Linked DNA regions of Mus musculus: region 1 is linked to region 2. Evidence: chromatin contacts called from public Hi-C data. All regions are on one chromosome and are shown on one strand. Each heading gives the region's core, a stretch centred on a gene start, on an enhancer-like site or on the middle of the called end of the contact. The rest is flanking DNA. Distances are from core to core; before and after follow the strand shown.

The links. A called contact is a pair of places that touch in the nucleus more often than the background predicts.
Region 1: a Hi-C map of the C2C12 cell line shows a contact between it and region 2, with 2.1 times the contacts expected there. The contact joins two enhancer-like sites. A contact is called at or near these places in 1 of 484 Hi-C or Micro-C datasets (the C2C12 cell line) and 1 of 9 other capture datasets (embryonic stem cells).

What each region holds. Positions count from the first base shown.
Region 1 is chr16:42,675,106-42,678,858 of GRCm38.p6, reverse strand. No RefSeq gene overlaps it. Among named protein-coding and RNA genes, the nearest start is that of Gm29960, 24 kb to the right of the region's middle. Within about 2 kb of position 1,363, at least 48 of the 459 cell types and tissues checked have an H3K27ac peak or open chromatin away from gene starts, as enhancers often do. A contact at or near this core is called in the C2C12 cell line, where this site is marked.
Region 2 is chr16:42,438,453-42,442,539 of GRCm38.p6, reverse strand. No RefSeq gene overlaps it. Among named protein-coding and RNA genes, the nearest start is that of Gap43, 100 kb to the right of the region's middle. Within about 2 kb of position 1,524, at least 21 of the 459 cell types and tissues checked have an H3K27ac peak or open chromatin away from gene starts, as enhancers often do. A contact at or near this core is called in the C2C12 cell line, where this site is marked.

The sequences.
Region 1 (3,753 bases), core at 114-2,613, 240 kb before region 2:
AAAATGGAAAAAAAATCAAAAAAAAATATGTCCTGTTGAGTGATTTTCATGTTGGAACAACCTTTAAGTTTTGTGGTATATAATCATACTTTTATATTTTGTTGGGATCGGTTTACTAGTGTTCAAAAGAATGACATTTGCATCTGGGTTTATGAGATATTGGTCTGTACTTTTGACATTCTTATTTGTTTTTAGTTCTGGAATAATATTGTTTCATAGACTTCAAATATTTTATCAGGAGAATGATGCTAAAGACTGACTTGGTCAACAGCAAGGGTGCTTTTTGTTTGTTTGTTTTTTGTTTGTTTGTTTGTTTTTGTTTTGTTTCTGCATTTCATACCAAAGAGTGATGCACAAATTAGAAGGGGACGAAACATGCAACCTGGAAAATGGGTATGTAGGTAATGGAAGGGACCAAGTTGGAAAAGATGAGGGTCAGAAGTGAGGTGTAGGAACAAACATTGAAGAAACATGTTAAATACAGCATGTTTTAAGATATTTGTGTTAAGTACTATTTGTATCTCCTATAACTTATCTCTTAATGGCATTTGCAGCATAGCTAGCTACAAAAGCCTTTGGCTTCTTTCAGTTTCATATTTGCTGGCACTGCTGCTTGCTCTACATCCTTAGCATCAGCCAAACTATTCTCTTTGCTGGTTTTACAGGTGAGACTAAATTTTAGAGAAGGGACTCTGTTTAAAAACCCAGGTGAAAAACAGAAGAAACAAGGAAAGAAAGACTACAAATGCATACATAATACTGCCTCACGATATTCCAGATAAGCACAGGATATGTTTCTGAACCCTAGTTAGTCATTGGGTAAGAAAACTTGGCTTGAATCTGTGTCCTATAACGGCCAAAACAGAAACTACTATTTTTCCTTCTCTCTGTGCCTCTGTACTATGTTCCATGTTCATATCAAAACAGACTATCTGTAAAAATCAACAAGTCTTACAAGTACTTTATAAGTCATCTGTGGTAGAAATGATTTCATGTTTATTAGGAGTTCCTCCTTAGGAAATTAAATAGCATAGAAGAACAAAGTTACTTTTCACTTCCTCAGACTATGAAGGCATGGAGGAAGTCTGCATTCTCCATGTTCAGCCTCAAACATTTAGCATCTTGGGTGAGACATTGGCTCTTCCTTTTTCTCCCGAAGAGCACAAATGAGGATTTAGTCTTCTCTAGTTTCCCCACTTTTCAACCATAGATTCAAGTGGGAATGAGGAGTTATAGGATACTCTGCAGGGCAAACAGGTCCATACACATAAAGCCTTTCAAGCCATGCTATACACAGTATCTGCTGTATTAATGTTTGCTGTGGTTATATTATCCCTTCCCAGTTACACATAACCTTCACAGCTCGCTATTGTTTGCGTCCATCTGGAGTTACTCATTTCCTGCCTGACTTCAGTCACATCTGCTGCAGGCCTTTAACATTTGTGAATTTGACATTTGTGAGCTCAAGCATTCTAAATCCACCCAAATAGTCATGACTCACTGAGATTTGAAATTTTCTTCAAGCAAAATTTGTCTCAACTTAATCTGGAAGGACCGAGCCTGCAGAACTTAGTCAGTGAGTGGATGTTTTGCCACATCCACTTTTCCTGTGCCGTTGTTGAATCTTGTTCTATGCGGTGGTGATCTGAAGGCAACCCAGACAGGGAAGACTATTGCAGTATACGTTTGGCTGTTGATTCATACCCTCGCTGCACTTCAGAATGTATGATGTGCCTTTGTATTGTGACCGAATGTCATTTCAGCTTTCACAACAACCACTCCAAAAGACAGGCCACTGCACACACACAATTCTGAATACAATTGTGAATAATTTAGATGAGAAGAAAACTGGGGAGTGTAGTTAGAATCTGATTGTCTGGGGAGGTGGGGAAATCTCGTAAAAATAATGCAAAGGCTTGGACTGAAGGAGGAACAACAGGATGTATGAGTAAGCTTTGCTGATGTAAAGGGAAGTGTGACGCTCAGAGATATGGAGTAAAGAGAAGACAAATAAATGTTCCTGGCTCAGATCTTGAGAACAGCTTTAGAGTCACTGGAGCTGTCCAGCAATGGCAAAGTTTAAGTGTGGGGGACACTGAAAATATTTAAGCAATGGCTAGAGAGTTCTTGGCCAAGAATTCATGGCCACCTGGCCTTGCTCCTGGAGCACCATCTACTTGTACAGACGAAGAACATTAGCTCTACACAAAGACTCCAAATCTCTCTCTGTCAGAGAGGAAGTGCTGTACCTAGGATTAGCTCTTCCTGTTTCCTGTATCTTTCTATGTCATTTCCGATTTTCTAAGGGGCTTTGGATGGAGGTTTCATTTGATTGGCATTTACTCTTGGCTTTATCCCAGGATATGACTTTCAGCAGTCTCCTGGAAATGGTTGACCTACCTAGTCTTTGGTTCGGTTCCTAACATCTCTGTAGTTTGGAACTGTTCACCAAGGAGAAAAAGAAAGGTACACACCATTGTAAATGTAATGACCAAATGAAGGAATATGATTTCTGTCATTTTTAGGGACCTATTCTTTTATCTTTTAAGTGAGGGACCAAATGTGAAAAGATATTGGGCTGGATTGTCTTTATGGGCAGGCTTATATCATTGTAAGATGTGTATTTGTACGTATTTGGAAAACCAGACTTTTGATAAGGGTTAGAAAGATAATATGATCACAGAAAGTACAAAGAGATGAAGGGAAACGTTGTCTCCCACCACAGACTATAAATAGAGTTCCTGGAAGCATTCTTCCCTGCCTCTACCTCTCCTGTGGCAAGACGATCAAATGTGACCATGACCTTACAGCTGCCCTTGTGAGTCTTGCTACTGCTGCTGTTGCCTTCTTCTTTGCCTTGGCAAGCTAAACTGGAAGAAGAAAGAACAGAGTTCTCAGATAGATATGACCACAGATATCACCTGTCAAGTGTCCAGTCACCCTAGTAGAAATTGTTGCTTGACCACAGCAGTATAATTATGGCATCTTTATCCTTGGTAGCTAGAAGCATCTTTAAAGAATTGGCTAAATATTTCCCTTACTTACTGGCTTCTTTGCCATGAAGTCAACAATTTTAAATTGTTTTTTTAAAAATTAGGCTAATCTCAATAGGTTATTTTGTTGTTATTTGTTGTTGTTGTTGTTAAGCATGCTTCCAAGGACTAGCAAGATATAGTTGAGGTCTCATGAGAGAAGAGGTTGCAGAATCGATGGATGGGAGAGATTTTGTTGTTGTACTAAAACAAGGAATGAGATTCTTGCATATGGAGTTCCACTAGACGTGCTGAATGGGCAGTCTTAAGACACTGAGAGACAACCAGAACTTCTGGTCCACAAAGCTTGTATTCTAACTGTCTTCACTGGGAATCTTTGTCTCTCCTCCTGCCTCTGTTTTGAGAATCTATCAACATCTACTTCTTGTTTTTCTTTCTCCTCCCGCTCTATGTAGTCACCACATGCATGCTCTTACTTTCTTTCTTTTATCTTTTGCCATTGAGTTGCATGCCTTACCCTCTGTCTCAGTCTTCTCAGAGCGTTCGCTGTCCTTCCTAGCTGTTTATTCACAGTGCTGGGATTCTTTCCCATACACCTGTGCCCACACACTTCCTGCTTAACTTGGCATCCACTGCATCATTATTGGTCCTCCTTTGCTGGTGGTGACTCAGTGTGGCTTGTTCTGAAATGCTGTGTTGGTGTCTGCTTGGACCTGTGTCATCTGAAACTGACATGTAAATAAAGCATCATCAAAAGTTG
Region 2 (4,087 bases), core at 275-2,774:
AGTTCCCTTGGAACGTAAATACGTTCCCACTTTCCACTGAGCACAACATATATAATTGTCTTGTTTCTTCCTAGCTTACAAGGTGTTATAGTTTACTTCACCCTTGTACCGATTCTGAAAAAAAGTATCAACTATAAAATGGCCCACTTGGGACTCACCTAGTAGATACCGATTTCCTCTTTTTTTTTTTTTTTTTTTTTTGGTTTTTCAAGACAGGGTTCCTCTGTGTGGCTCTGGTTGTCCTGGAACTCACTTTGTAGACCAGGCTGGCCTCAAACTCAGAAATCTGCCTGCCTCTGCCTCCTGAGTGCTGGGATTATAAATTCTGGTGAGATGAATGCAAAGTGAAAAAAACTGTACTGTTGAAAGAAAGATGAAATTTCAAGACCTGTAAGTCATATAAAGTACTCAGAAATTGCTGGTTGCTTGTGAGCCTAGAGGCTGCCTGGGGCTGAGAAAAAAGAAAAACAAACCTGGGAACAGCTTAATCTTAAAGATAAAGAGGAATGTGAAGACATAAGAGGGCTATCTAAACTGGAGTCAACAACTCACAGAACTCTGACACCCTGCACGTACATGTAATTTTTTTGCTGAAGTTTGAATAAGCCAATAGTGTGTCGCTATGCTGAATTCCACACCCCTAAGCCCCTTACCTCATAAAAACCCCTAGCTTCCGAGCCTCGTGGCCGACATCCATTATCTCCTGTGTGGGATGCATGTAGGTCCGGAGCTCCATAATTAAACGACCTCATGTAATTACATCAAGATGGTCCTTCGTGATTTTTTGGGTGCATGCCGAATCGGGAATTGAGTGGAGGGTTTCCCCACTAGGTTCTATCACTGCTCTTACTCTTTTGTGCTTTGCTATTTTGAAGAATTCATTGTAATTTAAAAACAATAAATAAAATCTGAGGCCAGAAAGATAGCTCAGTGGGTAAAGGTGCTTGATGAAACACCGGATCACCTGAGTTTGATCCCTCGTTACCACAGAGGGGAAAGAAAGAACCAATTTATTCGAGCAGTCATCTGACTTCGACATGTACACTGGGGCATGTGTGCAGTATCCCTCAGGCACACCAAATAAATAAAAAAAAGAAGAAGAAGAAGAAGAACAATGTAAAGAAAATGGAAGGAAAATGGACAACCTGACAGCATAGCTTTGGCAAAAAAAAAAAAAAAAAAAAAGAAAGAAAAGTTAAGAAAAAGAAGTCATGGCATGGAGAGAAGAAAAAAAATGCAGCATTATTCAATCAGTGATGACTGAATTTGCACTGTTTTAAACTCTTAGCACAGAATAACACTACTTCTAGTTGCTTTTGTAATGTGTGTTGGTATTTCGAAAAAGTTCTCTTTGAAGCTGATGAAGAGGGTTCCCAGAAGACAATGTGGGTATGATGTTGGGGAAATGAGTTGCCCCTCTCGACTATGAACTCACTTTCAGAGCCCAGCCACTCCAGGCAGGATAGCTTCAATCACCCTGCCATCCAGTCATAGCTGACACGTCTTGGCAGCTGGCCTGCCCCTAATGGAATGTGTCCTGCAGCTGGGAATTAGGTCATCAGTAATTCACTTAATAGCATTTTATGAGCTGGGCTCTGACACAAAAGAGCGATCTGGCCTTACCAGCAGGAACTTTCATTGAAATGAAGAGAAGAAAGAAGTTGATGCCATTGTGAACAATCAGATTCCATTTCCAGAAAGCAGTGAAGGAGGGTCAGAAACATGGCTGTTTCTTCAGCCTCTCTGTTATCAGGACAGGTATGTGATCTTAGGCAAGCCACTGCTTGTTTTTGGACCCCAGTTCTTTCAAGGTTTGATCAGACTTTAACCTTGTGTGGAAGTCCCAGGATTTTTTAGGTCTTTTCATTGATGGTGTTCCAGAAAGCAACTACCTCAACTAAGTTCAGACAAAGAAAGCCCTGACTTGTATAATTGACTAATTTGCCTGGTGTAAGTATTCCCAATATGGCTGATTTCTGGTTACCAGTGGTATAACAACTAATTATGAAACCTGAATATTGACTATTTTGCTTGAATGAGCTGATATGAGTAACTTCAGTGTATCAGTAAATTTCCCCAGCTAGAAAGAGCTTTATGAATAAATATGGTTCTATATGTACACACATTACTACATTCTCTACATACTATATGATGTATGTGTATGTGTGTTCTTTCCTGATTCTACTCCACATACCACACTTTGATGTCTTCTTACACATACAGAATCCTCAGTAGAAAAGTGTCCATCCTAATACAGCTCTTGATTCAAATTTCCAAGTTTGCCACCAGAGTCCTGATGTTCCCAGGATGTGTAAGCAGCCACTAGCCTCTTATTTTCTTCTGACCTGTAGGACCCAACAACTTTCCTCTTAAAAAAAAAAAAACCAATATATTTCTCATGGATTATTCAGAAGGTCCACTGTTATACAGGGCGTGCAAGTTAGAAACAAATCACTACAGTCCTTTCTCCTTTTAACATTTTTACTGATGTGAGAGAAGAGTGTCTTAGACTTTGGAAATTTAGTGCACAATATCTTCTTACTCAAGATATATAGAGGGATTAGTGCTGAAGATAACACCTGGAATAATGACGGGAAAATGATATAGTTAGATTTGGAGCAGCCCCTCAGGTAAGGGATACGTACAAAAACTATTCAATTGATAGTTATCCACAAAACATTTACTATATAGACTGAGCCAGCACTGCAAGCTATTGTGAAACCCCAGAGCAGGCATGAGCCTTCAACTTCAACTTGGGAAGATAAGCTTAACATGCACAAATTAATGAGAATCAGTTAAAACACTTTATAGTTAAGTGTTTAATGATGTGACACAAATTATAAATGAAACAGGAGTTCAGAGGAAACAGTCATCTGAAGCAAGCCTTGTCCAATTAATGGAATGACAGCACTATAGGGTAGAAGATACCCATGATGTTGGGGTTGTATTCCCATGGTCAACAAAGACATAGGGCAAGTTTATCCCCAGGGAACTGCACTCAAAAGCTTGGTAGCAATGAGTAGAATGCTATAGAAAGGAAAATAGTGAAAGGTGGAAAGAAAGTAAGCCCCTGGTCCAAAGCTGGGTCCTTGTATTTGTAAATGGTAGAGGGATATGAGATGCCATGTACAAATGGTCAGATTTCACATGGCAATACAACTCCGACCCACAATTCCCAAAGCAGCCATTTCAGGTTGTAAAGGCACACTCTCTGCAGCAATGGGCCAGGAGCATTCAGACTTGGTTAGTGACTGTCCCCCTCTTTACATTGTTCTTGTGTCTACCCTCCCTGCTTTCAACTCAGGGCCAATGAAAGAAAGGCATACAGACTCCCGGAACTAATCACAAATGATGTGCTATCTCTGATTAGAGAGCACCTATCTCTCTTCACATGTCCACAAGCTCCAGTCAGAACTTGCCTTGAACCTTCCCTTCCCTTTTATGATAGTGTTACATTTCCACCTCCTACCTTGGAGTCTCTGCTAAACACAAGTGATGGCTAGTGGATCTCTTGCTATGCAGCATATTATAAATAAATTTCTGTTTGTTCTCATCAGATTGGCCTTTATTTAATTCCACAATGGGAAGGGAGTACACACTTGTGGTTCTGCTTGCCCAGCCCCACAGACACACAGACACACAGACACACACAGACACACACACACAGACAAACACACACACACACAGAGAGAGAGAGAGAGAGAGAGAGAGAGAGAGAGAGAGAGAGAGAGAGAGAGAGATTCCTTTTTATCCTCCCTCTTATCCTTATACCTTCCCTCCTATAGTCTACACTTAATATAGGCTTGCCTTTCCTACCAATCTTTGTAGAAGCTCTTATCTGGTCCCCTAACTTCAGAGCTGGAAGTGCTCTTAAGTGCTGAGCATCTCTCTAGCCTCCTAACCTCTTTTCTTCCTTTCTTTTCTTAGTAATATGTCCACTTTCTGTTTCATCTGGTTCAGTGTATCGGCTTTTATGTTGAGGTCTATGATCCACTCTGACTTGAGTTTTGTGCAGAAAGATAGAAGTGGATCTATTTGCAGTCTCCTACATTGCAGACACCCAATTAGACCAGCAAAACATCCTTTG